Regions from separate parts of the Mus musculus genome. Here all the other regions are linked to region 2. The links are chromatin contacts, called in public ChIA-PET, Hi-C and HiChIP or PLAC-seq maps. All regions are on one chromosome and are shown on one strand. Each heading gives the region's core, a stretch centred on a gene start, on an enhancer-like site or on the middle of the called end of the contact. The rest is flanking DNA. Distances are from core to core; before and after follow the strand shown.

Evidence for each region. A called contact is a pair of places that touch in the nucleus more often than the background predicts. ChIA-PET counts read pairs in DNA pulled down with a chosen protein or histone mark. HiChIP or PLAC-seq counts read pairs in DNA pulled down with a chosen protein or histone mark.
Region 1: a contact with region 2 is called in a Hi-C map of the HPC-7 cell line, with 4 times the contacts expected there. The contact joins the promoter of Slc29a3 here to the enhancer-like site in region 2. A contact is called at or near these places in 2 of 39 promoter capture datasets (HPC-7-derived erythroid cells and cranial neural crest), 2 of 15 datasets of contacts at CTCF or cohesin (the NIH/3T3 cell line and large pre-B cells), 4 of 484 Hi-C or Micro-C datasets (the HPC-7 cell line, bone marrow-derived macrophages, nephron progenitors and 1 more) and 12 of 115 datasets of contacts at active chromatin or transcription factors (the HPC-7 cell line, astrocytes, bone marrow-derived macrophages and 8 more).
Region 3: a contact with region 2 is called in an H3K4me3 HiChIP or PLAC-seq map of bone marrow-derived macrophages, with 3 times the contacts expected there. The contact joins the promoter of Cdh23 here to the enhancer-like site in region 2. A contact is called at or near these places in 2 of 39 promoter capture datasets (cranial neural crest and trophoblast stem cells), 1 of 15 datasets of contacts at CTCF or cohesin (embryonic stem cells), 1 of 484 Hi-C or Micro-C datasets (brown adipocytes), 6 of 115 datasets of contacts at active chromatin or transcription factors (bone marrow-derived macrophages, embryonic hindbrain, embryonic midbrain and 3 more) and 5 of 9 other capture datasets (adipose tissue, embryonic stem cells, liver and 2 more).
Region 4: a contact with region 2 is called in an RNA polymerase II ChIA-PET map of effector CD8 T cells, with 20 read pairs. The contact joins two enhancer-like sites. A contact is called at or near these places in 3 of 115 datasets of contacts at active chromatin or transcription factors (effector CD8 T cells, embryonic stem cells and memory CD8 T cells) and 1 of 9 other capture datasets (adipose tissue).

Annotation. Positions count from the first base shown.
Region 1 is chr10:60,751,398-60,754,097 of GRCm38.p6, reverse strand. It overlaps Slc29a3 (solute carrier family 29 (nucleoside transporters), member 3), which reads left to right and starts at 1,316. Exons shown (of 6, transcript NM_023596.3): 1 at 1,316-1,364. The coding sequence starts at 1,364.
Region 2 is chr10:60,565,597-60,568,296 of GRCm38.p6, reverse strand. The region is part of intron 7 of Cdh23 (cadherin 23 (otocadherin)); the gene reads left to right. Among named protein-coding and RNA genes, the nearest start is that of Gm51803, 120 kb to the left of the region's middle. Within about 2 kb of position 1,411, at least 68 of the 459 cell types and tissues checked have an H3K27ac peak or open chromatin away from gene starts, as enhancers often do. A contact at or near this core is called in the HPC-7 cell line, bone marrow-derived macrophages, effector CD8 T cells and 4 more, where this site is marked.
Region 3 is chr10:60,695,150-60,697,849 of GRCm38.p6, reverse strand. It overlaps Cdh23 (cadherin 23 (otocadherin)), which reads left to right and starts at 1,360. Exons shown (of 71, transcript NM_023370.3): 1 at 1,360-1,550.
Region 4 is chr10:60,369,528-60,372,227 of GRCm38.p6, reverse strand. All of the region lies in intron 39 of Cdh23 (cadherin 23 (otocadherin)), which reads left to right. It overlaps Vsir (V-set immunoregulatory receptor), which reads right to left. Exons shown (of 7, transcript NM_028732.4): 7 at 1-2,700. Among named protein-coding and RNA genes, the nearest start is that of Vsir, 24 kb to the right of the region's middle. Within about 2 kb of position 1,292, at least 112 of the 459 cell types and tissues checked have an H3K27ac peak or open chromatin away from gene starts, as enhancers often do. A contact at or near this core is called in effector CD8 T cells and memory CD8 T cells, where this site is marked.

The DNA of each region.
Region 1 (2,700 bases), core at 67-2,566, 190 kb before region 2:
CTCACGTGTTCCCCTTGCAGTTGAGGCTGGTATTTAGGCCATGTTTTGAGATTTACTCATTTCTCTGAGCCTCACCCACGTGTGTATGTGGGTATGCATGTCTGATGTGTGTGCATATGTACATGTGTGCATGGGTGCATGTATACATATATGTGAGTGTGTCTAAAAGTGTGCATGTGTATGTGTGTGAGTGGGCAAGTGTGTGTGTGTCTGTGTTACACATTATTAAAAGCCTGTTGTTTTTCTTCTGTGTTTGATATTAGGGATCCTTTGCCAACTAGGAACCATGATGGGTAGAGAAAATTCTATTTTTTCCCCCTTCACACTTATGAAAAGAAGCCTACTAAGCTTTGGCATCAGTAAGTCCCCAGCTGGTCTCTGGGACTGGCCCACACCAGCCTTGCTTGTGCCCACGTTTTCTCTGGTCTAGCGCAGGACATCAGCCAACTCCTACTCTGCCTCTTTCTTTTCCCCTCCTGTCCTTACCTCCTCTCCTCAGGTGATCTGTAAGGACAGCGCAGGCATGTATACTCCAACCCTAACGCCGCCAGGGTCTCAAGTAACCTGGGCTGACCACTATGTAGCTAAGGTGAGCCTAAACCCCAGAGCCTCCCAAGTGCGGGTGGTAGGTGACACCTACACGTCCCCTGCAGGGCAGCGGAGGAAGTCACCCCCCAGTGGTAAGGGATTGGGTAGAAAGGAAGCCCAAACTTCTGCCACTCTTGGGTGTTTCCTTAGGTTCCCCACTTTTCTCTCTCTCTCTCAAAAAGAAAACAAAAACAAAGCACATCGGTTCCGTAACCCCCACTCTGCACTCGGAGCTGTACAGGAGCCATCTTCAGCTCTCTCCTGAACTTTGATCTCAGAGTCTCCCAAAAGTTTCTCTTCTGCAGATGTGGCATCTGGATTGCCCCTCCAACACAAATCTGCTCACTCTGGCCTCGCTCACTGCCACCAAATAGCTTCAAGCTCTCTCTGCGGCTCTCCACCTAGGCTGGGAGGCCAAGTTCATCTTGCTGGTACATCCTGCTCTGGAAGTATTGAGGGGGAGCAGGGGGCTGTGGGGCACCCTAGGGAATGAGGCGGTGGATACCAATAGGGAGTCAGGCAGGACCTGTTCCAAAGCCACACTTTTTTCACTTTGCAATTGGACGCCTGCAGTTACTGCCGTAGGCCAGGAAGAGGCGCGCGTGGGGGCGGGGCCAGAGGGAGGAGTCGGCAAACCCGGAAGCGCTGAACGGGGCGTGGTGAGCTGAGAAAAGGAGGGCGGGGCTGGGAGGACAAGGGCGGAGCCCGGCCTGGCTGAGCTCTGGTCACAGTGGCCCAGCGCCTTGGACCTGGTGGAGGTAGCAGCGGCAGCGACAGTAAGTGCGGGTGCAGCGGCCCCCATGCTTGGCTGGGTCTTCCCTTCCCGAGGCTGAGCCTGGCCTCTCCTCCACACTCTTCTCTGGTCCCGCGTGTGGGGACAGGTCGGCCCGAAAGATCCAGAAGGCTTTGCGGGTCCGGATCGGATGCCACAGCTGCCTCTGCAGCGAGGACTTGTCTTAGCCTACTGCCAGGCTCGCTCTTGGACCCCAGCCTGTGTCCACAGGAGCCATCGTGGCACACGGGCTGGCCAGACATGTTCTCAGTCCCCAGACTCCTACCCTTTCCAGCTCTGACTGGTCCTTACCCCAGGACCCCAGTCAGAGGCAGGGACAGCTTGGCCCCGGGAGGTTCTCCGCCTCCTCTCCTTTCTTTGTCTTTCTCTATTCATCCAAAGCCACAGCTACCTTTTATAAAGAGTAATAAGGCGTTGCTCAGTCCACTGCACCGCCCGTGACCTGGTTAGAGAAGATCCCTGGCAACTTCAGATGCTTGGTCAAGGCTGAGTAGTCCTTGATGAATAGACACAGTAGCTGAGAAGGGACTTCAGACCTGTGTGGGTCTGGGTGACCCACACTGAGCCGCTGAGCCGTGCGCCCACCCTCCTAGCCTGAACTTCTGGAAATGGAACAGGTCCTTGCCAGTTCTCTGATGCTTCATGATTATCTTTCACACTAAAAAAGAAAATACGTGTACATATGTGTGCCTTTGTGTGGGTATGTGCAGTTCTTTCAGGTGCCCACAAAAGCTACAGGAGGGCATAGAATTCCCTGGAACAGGAGTTAAAAGTAGCTGAGCTACTTGACTAGGGTGCTGGGAACTGAACACGGGTCATTTGAAAGAACAGCAAGCGCTCTTCACTGCTGAAACATTTCTCTAGATTCTGTTTATATTTAAAAAACAAACAATAATTTAAAGCACGTTTGCATGGATGGCCCTGTCTAGGTCCTTGCATGGTCCTCTTTGGTCTTTGTGTGAATTAAGGCTGTAGAGGGGTCTGCTCAGCTTGCTAGGACACTGTAGAACCTCTGGCCTGCCTGAGCCAGGGCTCCGCTGCAATAGTCAGGGATCTGTTTATCCAGCAGTGCTGATGAGGGGCATTCCCCTTGTTTGTCTCTGCTCATAGCTTCTTGCTGCAGGAAGCCTTCAAGAGGGAGGGCTATGGGGACTTGGAACCAGCAGATGGAGTCACATTCCCAGATTATCCCTGGGGGTTGGGGGAGGGAGATGAGGTTAGGGAAACCCCCCCCCCCCCCCAGGGCATCCAGACAGCGTGACTGTATCATCCATGCCCCTGTGACCTAGGCAAGTGGCTTGAACTTTCTGAGCCTCATA
Region 2 (2,700 bases), core at 162-2,661:
AGCTAGCAGGGCAAATGAATGACCTTGACCTACAGACAGCACACTACAGTCTGGTCCTCTTTGTGACATCCCAGCTAGGCTATCAGAGTAAACACACTGATGTACTCTGGGGGCTCTAGGGCAAAACTGGCTTACTTTCGAGCCCAGCCTACCGGCAACTTGGAACCCAGGTCTCTCCAAGCAAGGAAGCAACCCTCCTAAAAACCAGGGTGTCACTTCCAAGCCAAGCAAGCCATGCTCTGTGGCTCAGCACCCACTTCCCTGCCCTTGTGGCAACTGATAGACACACTCCAAGCCTGAGTTCAAGTTCCCAGGCCCTCCGCCTTCATCCCTCCCCCTGCCTCTCCTCCTCCTCCTCCTCCTCCCCCCTCCTCTCTCCATGTGACCTCTCTTCCTCCTCTTCTTCCATTTACCCTGTTCTCTGACCCCTCTTCTTTGTCTCTTTTCCTCCAGCCTTTTCTCCTTCTCCATCTCTGCTCACCTTTTCCTTCCTTCTCTACTCCCGGAGGGTGGGATGCACCTAGCAGAAGAGCAAGCATCCATGGCTTCTTAACACTTTTTCTGCCAGGATCCTAGTTGAAACCATGGGCCTCTTTTTTTTCTGGGAACCTGGGAGTCTTGAGAGGGTAGCCTGGGACTGGCCACTCACTGAGCACTGGGGAGCTCTCACAACCTCAGAGTCAAGTCGTAGAGAGATGCCTCCAGTTGTTAGGGTAAAGTGCAAGGCCTGGGGCTCTCTCAAAGACCAGAGTGCATATTTTTCTAGGCCTCTGGGCTCCTGGGGCTGCACTGGGAGAACCCACCAAGTCAGAGGAGAGCAGATGGCAGCTCTTTTCTTCATTTTGTGGCACAAAATGTGTCTGTGCTTTCTAGATTTTAGTCACAGAGTGTGCACTCCATCCCAGCATCCATGGTCCTTGGAGAGTGATGGCAGCTGGGATCCCCCACATATGACTACACATAGACTCTTGTGGATGAGCCTATCTGGCCCCCACTATCCCAAGAAGTTGTATACTCATCTCCCCAGAAGATACTGGGGCAGTGGTCTCCCCATTTCAACCTTTCCCAAACTGCTTTGGAAAATGACAAGAGAGAAAGTCCCAAATGAGACAGGGAAGACTTTCAGAATTGAAAATCCCCATTCCCTTCTCCAGCCACTGCTGGCTGTGGCCCTAACCTGGGAATTCCCAGCATCCCCCCGGGCTAGTGGCCTCACAATGCTCGGTAACTTCCCATCCTACAGAGAACTGAGATGGAGCTGGGACTCCAACAAGGTTCTATGTCGGGCCTTAGAAAGACGACTCCCTCCTGGGTTCCCATTGCCGTTTCTGTCCCTTAGCCTGACTCTTGAGACCTTCGTTACCTCTCCAGTCCTTGGGTTTCAGGAAGTGGGTTTTAGAGAGGGCCCCACAGCTTCCGCCAGCCTGGCTTTCCCTGGCAGAGCAAACACTCCCGAGAGCGCATGCTTCTCATGCAGCTTGTAGCCTCTTTCGAAATAGACAGCCATCAGGTTCATATGGATCCTTCCAGCCCCCTTCTGTCCCTAATAATCCCTCCTCTGGGGCGGTATCGATTCTCAGCTGCAGGTTGCCTCTTGGTATGCGGGAGCCTGGTTTGGGGTGGATAAATCGCTGCGCTGTCATCTTCACGCGGCAATTACCCGCTCTGATTCCTCTCCTCCAGCCACGCAGACACCCGCTTATCGACAACATGCTCGCTCAAGCCCCAGCCAGCTGGGCAGGGAGCCCCGTGGACCTGTAGGAGCAGAGACTCTGGCAAGGCAAGCTTAGACCCCCACCCCCACCCCAGCTCTGAAGCTGGACACAGTGGGGAGATGTTGAAAGGGAAGTCTGTTCACTACAGATATTGAGGCACCCCTGTGGGCATGTAGGTGGAACCCTGCATCTTTTCCTGCGTCTCGCATTCGCATGTAAAGAAAGTCATCCCACAGCTGTTCTTTTTCATTGTGCTCCCTGTTGGGGCTTGGAACCTGGACCCAGCTTACGGGCTAGTGGACACCTTCTACAAAGCACCGCCTAGTAAGTAGTTAGAATTCTCCTAGGGTCTCTGTTGCAACCATTAAGCTTCCTGGCCACACAAAAGCAATTATAGATGGTATATATACAGGTAAGTCCAGCCTGGGACACACACACTGGATACAGGCCATGTGACCAAGGATGACAATAAATGTGACACAAATGTTTAACTGTAAAGCTTACTAAAACATGATGATAATTTTTATCTATCTATCTATCTATCTATCTATCTATCTATTTATGGTGATTAGACTGCATGGGTCTGGAACATGAACTTTGGAAATGTTCAGAGATGACAGATGTCAGCATCACAGGATTGGGCACACCTGAAAGATGCATGAGCATGGCTAGGCCACAGATGCTGAGCTCGGATCTTATGCAATTTCCATGAGCTATGAAATACTATCTCCAGATTCCCTCCCCCCCCAACACACGCGTGGAAACGTTGGTGACGTGCACAAACACAGGCTGTGTGGGCCAAGTCCAGCCTCAACCATAGATTGTTCACCCCCTAATACTTTGATTTTTATCTATCCAGTCTGTCTGTCTGCCTGCCTGCCAGTCTGTGTGTTTGAGTGAATGTGAGAGTGAGTTAAACACACAGCCATGTGCATACCACAGTGTGGAAATCAGATAATGACTTGCAGGAGTCTGTTCTCTCTCT
Region 3 (2,700 bases), core at 111-2,610, 130 kb before region 2:
TTGTAGACTGCAGATCTGAGGAGATCTGCGCTTACTGTGTCCACAAGGCATCAGTATGAGGTGAGAGGAGAGGGTAGGAGGGGTAGGAGCCCTCCCCTAGACACTTCGTGGGCCTCAGTGAGAGTACTGTCCTACCCACCAGGGCTCTTGGCTGGTACGGAGTCCACAGCCAGAGTATGGGCTGTAGGGATTATCTGGAACATTCACAGGGCACTCCCAGGAGCCAAGCTCTTCTTTGGTTGATGGAAGAGAGTAAATAACTGGGTCATCAACCCATTTTCCAGATGAGCAACCGAGGCACACAGAGGTTAATTAACCTTAATTGTTATGGTTTCAGTTTAAAGCCAGACTTATCTGTCCTCTCTTCTACCCAGTATAACCAGAGGAGGAGTTGAGGCTCAGATAAAGGCAGCAACTTGCCCAGCGTCACACAGCTGAGCCACCTCAGTTCCTAAGCCTTAGGTGATTTTCAGTTCATATTTAGAGACAGGGCTAGGGACACAGGCCCAGTGAGTCTGGAATCAGGCAACCTGGTGGTTTGGGAAGAGAGTGAGGGACAGGTGGCACTGGGGACACCAGCAGGGTGTGGTTTTGGTCCACATTTCTGTGGGGTTCTTGCCCGCTCTCCACCCAGCCTGGAGGGGGGTGCTGTGCTGAGATCCGCCTCTAGGTGGTGCTCTGCACTGCAGATCTGGACTCCCCTGGGGACTGGGAGCCTTTGTGCCCTGGGTAACCCTCATCAGGTGGCAGTATCTTCTAAGTTTCCCGGATGCCTCTGGACAGCAGCTTCCCCGCTTTCTTCCAAAGCTACTTGGCTTTGTCAGAAAAAGGGCTGGCGGGATCTGGGGAGATTCCTTAGGGTGATTTGGGATCACATGTTACTTCTTGGTTGGTCCTTGGCCATGGCCAGCTTATACAATTAAGTTTTTTTTTTCCCCCCAGAGTTGGGGATTGAGCCCAGAGCCTAACAGCAAGCTGCAACCTCGACCCTTTTTGTTGTTTTGAGGTGAGACTTGCTAAGGTGCCTGGGGTTACTTGATGGTCTTCTTGCCCCAGACTCTTGAGTGGCTGAGATTACAAGCCTGTAGCCCCAGGCTCTTGGTCCGCAGCCCTTTCCTCGCCTGCAGAGTGCGGGTGTTTTATTTCTAGAACATTAGGAGAGTTTGATGGGATGTCCTTGTCCAAGGCAGGTACCTCCAGCCAGGAGTGGTCAGGACGATCCCCATGGACAGTGGCGGGCTCTTATGGCATGTCTGCCTGGATGCTGGCTCTTCCTGTCTATGTTTCCTCATAATGGTGGTCCATGTGTCCTCACTCATCCATCACGCCCAGCCTCTCCTGCTCATCCTCATGGACCTCACACTGGCTCACAGAGGAGAGTTGGTGAGGGATGACTATGAGCCTCACTACCTAGCCTCAGACTCCTACCAACCACTTCCCAGTACCTGTAGTACATTTCCTCATGCCCCATAGTGCCTGAGATGCACCTGCCCGTGGTGCTTAGCCTCCTGGGGGCTGGTTGGGAGACATGCCGGAGCAGCTGTGGCCAGGTAAGTGGGGGACAGAAGAGGTGTGTGCACCCAACATTCTAAGTAAACCAGCTGGGAGCCTGTGAATGCCTTCCCTCGACCTCCGCCATCCCTCGCTTGCTTCTGTGTGTCTATAGGTTTATGGCTCCAAAATGAAGACACCCTAGGTCTTTATCCTTGGGAGCTGTCCCGTGACCACTGGACCCCCATGGGAGTAAAAAGCTAACATCTGGGGCTACAGAAGCCTCCACTTCATTTATCTTACCTACAGTCCAGTTAATAGCCACTGGGCCTCAATGATCTCATCAGCGAAATGGGGACAGTACTATAAGCCACAGCATCATAGAGCTGTGGAGAGCTTGAGTGAGCTTGTTGATGCAACCCTCTTAAACTTCTTTGAGAAGATTCTGAGAGTATGAGATGATTTGAGACCTCCCTAAGCAGGAAAGACACCGCCCCCCCCAACCTTCCACTCCATGATTCTTGATGATGAGGAGGCTTGGGTGAGTGTGTGACCTGCTTAGGGTCCTTCAGACAGATTGTGGCAGAGTCAGACTGAATTCTGTTCTCTGAGCCACATCTAGAGCTCCGTAGCACGCTTCCTGTTCTTTACAACCTGGCTAAAATGGAAGTGGCTCTTCTCTCAGGTGGTGTGATGCAGTATGGCCCAGAGGAGGCCCAGATGTCTGCTCCAGGGTGTACTTTTTTGTTTCTGTTTTTGTTTGTGTTTTTGTGTTTTGTGTTTGCTGCACTGGGGGTTCAAACCCAGACCTTTCCATGCTCAATGATAAAGATTTATCTTTCTTTATCTTTATCAGCTCTTTTAAATTTTACTTTGAGACGACATCTTGATAAATTATCAAGGCTAGCCTTGAACTCATTGGCAGCCCAAGCTAACTTTTGGATCGTGATCCTCCTGCCTCAGCTTCTTAAATAGCTGGGATTACAGGTGTGTGCTACTATACTCAGCCCGCTCTTCTTTTATAAAGGGCAATTGGTTTCTGTGTGTAGTTAGCGGGAGACTCTGAGCCTACAAGAGCAGGCCTTGCCCAGTGTCCCTCAGTCCCCATGGGCTCTGCCTTCTCCCTGACCTGTTGTTCATTCTTTGGCCAGCTCCATACCTGAGACCAGGAAAGCCATATGGGACCTGGCAGATCGATGTTTTATCCTA
Region 4 (2,700 bases), core at 43-2,542, 200 kb after region 2:
CTAATCAATCTCAGAACTTTCTTATCAACTGTATCCTTAGCAGAATTCCTCTCACCATATTTTCCAGGAAGCCACACCCAACAGATCAGAACCCAGTGAAATGTTTATCCCCTGGCAATAATGCCATTATAGAGATCTTCACTGGCCCAGACAAAGCTAGATCCCCAGAGTGGAATCCTGAGGTCCTGGTTCAAGCCAGTTACCCAAGGACTCTGTCAGCTATCTGCTCCCCAGGCTGGCATTAATCCTCACCCTCCCAGGACTCCCAGGACTCGCACTCATGGTGGAGAAGGAAAGTGCCAGGGTAAAGCAGCAAGCATGCAGAACATGAGCCAGATGAGCCGTATTCTCTGTGATCTGGGACTGGCACTCAGCTGGGCTGTCTGTGTTTCAAGAGACTTTTGCACTGCCCTCCCTTCCCCCCATCCTGCCTGGCACCCTCCTCCCCCAGTTCCTCTTTTGCCTATTTTAGTTCCCTGAGAAATTTTTAGTTCAGCTCCCACCATGGCAGGTTCAGCGCTGGCATGGACACTGCTCTAGCTCACACCCAGGAAAGCCTTTTCCAGGAGGGAGCATCCTAACAGTGCCCAGGTTAGGAAAGACAAAGGGCCCTCAGCAGCCCGTAGCCTAGCCGCCTCCTCCAAGTCCTCCGGGGAGCAGTTCTCAAAGAAGGAGCTAGCCCCTTCCAGGCCTCTCAGCCCCTTCTCCGCCTCTTCCTGGCAGAAGTAGGGTAGCCCCGGGGTTGCTCTTTTGAGAAGTTGGTCCAAGGCACACTACAATACTTCAGCAGGGTCAGCTCGGTCCACAACAGCTACCAGTGGCCCTTTGGCTTGTCAAGAAGCCCCTGCTTTATCAGACACCTTTCCTCCTGGTTTCTCCCATCCCAGGCCCAGGGAGAGCTTCATCGGAGATAGGTAGAGACCCTCCAGAGATAGATAAAGCACCCGCTCCAAATTTCTGATGGATTCCGTAAGGATCAATTACCTCCTCAAAATACAGACTTCGCTCTCTAGGCTTTTGCTGGTACCAGGAACCCAATATGGCCCTTGAGGCTACAGGGCTCCTCCCTCCTCTTGGGGAACTCAGTTCCCCACTGTGTCTCATTGCCACCCCATCTTTTGCCCCAAGGGCTAGCACCTCAGGGCACCTCCATTTTCCACCCTAAGATCCTGCAGCTGTCTCTACAGCAGCAGCAAGGTGGTAGCACCCAAGTTCATGGATGTAGACAGAACCCGGACCACACAAAACTTCACCCAAAACAGGAAACCACCAAGCTGACATGCCTTTGCTTGCAGGGTCCCAAGAAGAAGAGACTTAGAGCCCTACAGGAGGAAGCTGGGCAGGAAGCGAGTGGTTCTTCTGCTGGGGGCCTCCTCTCCTTTCCACGGAGCTGCAGCCATGCAGGGGTCCCCACAGGCAAATTCTTAGAAGTCATCTGAGTGGTGAGGTCTGAAGCTTAGGGCTGGAGACAGGTCAGGCTCCCCCAGGGGACAGGCTATACTCATCGTTCAGCTGGTCTGTGGGTTCTAGTCTTTGACTGGCCTCACAGCCCTGCCACTGAACAGCTGGCAGTTCGCCAGGCCATTATCCCCAAAGCCAAACAGAACAACACATTCTGTCTATAGTAACTGCATAGATCTAGAGCAATGGATGGTGCAGAAGAGTGGACCCTGAGGATAAAACAGGGGTCATGGCTTTGATGCCCTGGCCACCCCGACACTCCTATGATGATGATACAAAGCCTCTAAGGATCCCCAAGCCCCAGGTATAACTGGCATCCCACATCTTGGACCTCATCAGACAACTTGTCTGGGTCCCCAGCAGATAGCTTATTGCTGCTTCCCGGCCTGAAACTCTCTCTTCTCTCCCCACCCATCTGTCCTCAGGGAATGAATGGGGTTCTCCCTGGCTGCAGGCCCAGAACAGGAGCTTTCCTACCCATGCCCAGTTCAGCCCAGCCAGTGGAAGCTGCAAGAAGACATATGGTACCACTGGGCTGCTGCTCTCCCAGACTTAGAGCTACTTTCCCTCTAGAGACTGGAGAGTGATCTGCCCAGCCGTATCCCTCCTCACTCTCAAACATCAGCTGCCCATCCCTACCTCACAAGAACTACCCTTTCTTTTCATGCTTTAAAATCCTTTCTGAAGACTCCCCCTGTGTGCCCAGGTCATGCCAAACCCTGGAGATGAGAGCCAAGAGTAGTATCGGACCAGGGGCAAGCTCTTCTGTGTGCCTGAAGGTCACCCTGAGGTGAGGCTCAGAAGAAGAGTGGTCAGAAGCGGAGTGATCCCTAGGCCCTCACTGAAACTCCCATCCCTATCCCCATACCGGGCCCTGCACCTCCAGGGCCTTAAAGCCAGTGCCTCCAGTCCACTCAGCTGTTGGCAGCCATTGCCACATACTGTTTTTAATAGCATCTCTTTCACACTTAGAAATGGTCCAGCATCACTAGGACATTGTGGAGGTCGGTCACCTTTGCCACTGCTCCACACTGAATAGTGGTAGTGGTGGATGACAAGGACAGGAAGGGAGCGTGTTCCCCTCATCATCCCCATCATCCTCTCGCCACCCTCCCTCCGTGTCCACTGGTCCAGGCCTCACATTGCTCAAGACACTAATGAGCTCACAGTGGTTCCTGAACCTGACATGTACTTCCTGTTTCAAAGCCTCTGGCCACTGAGCTCTGTGGACGGCCATAC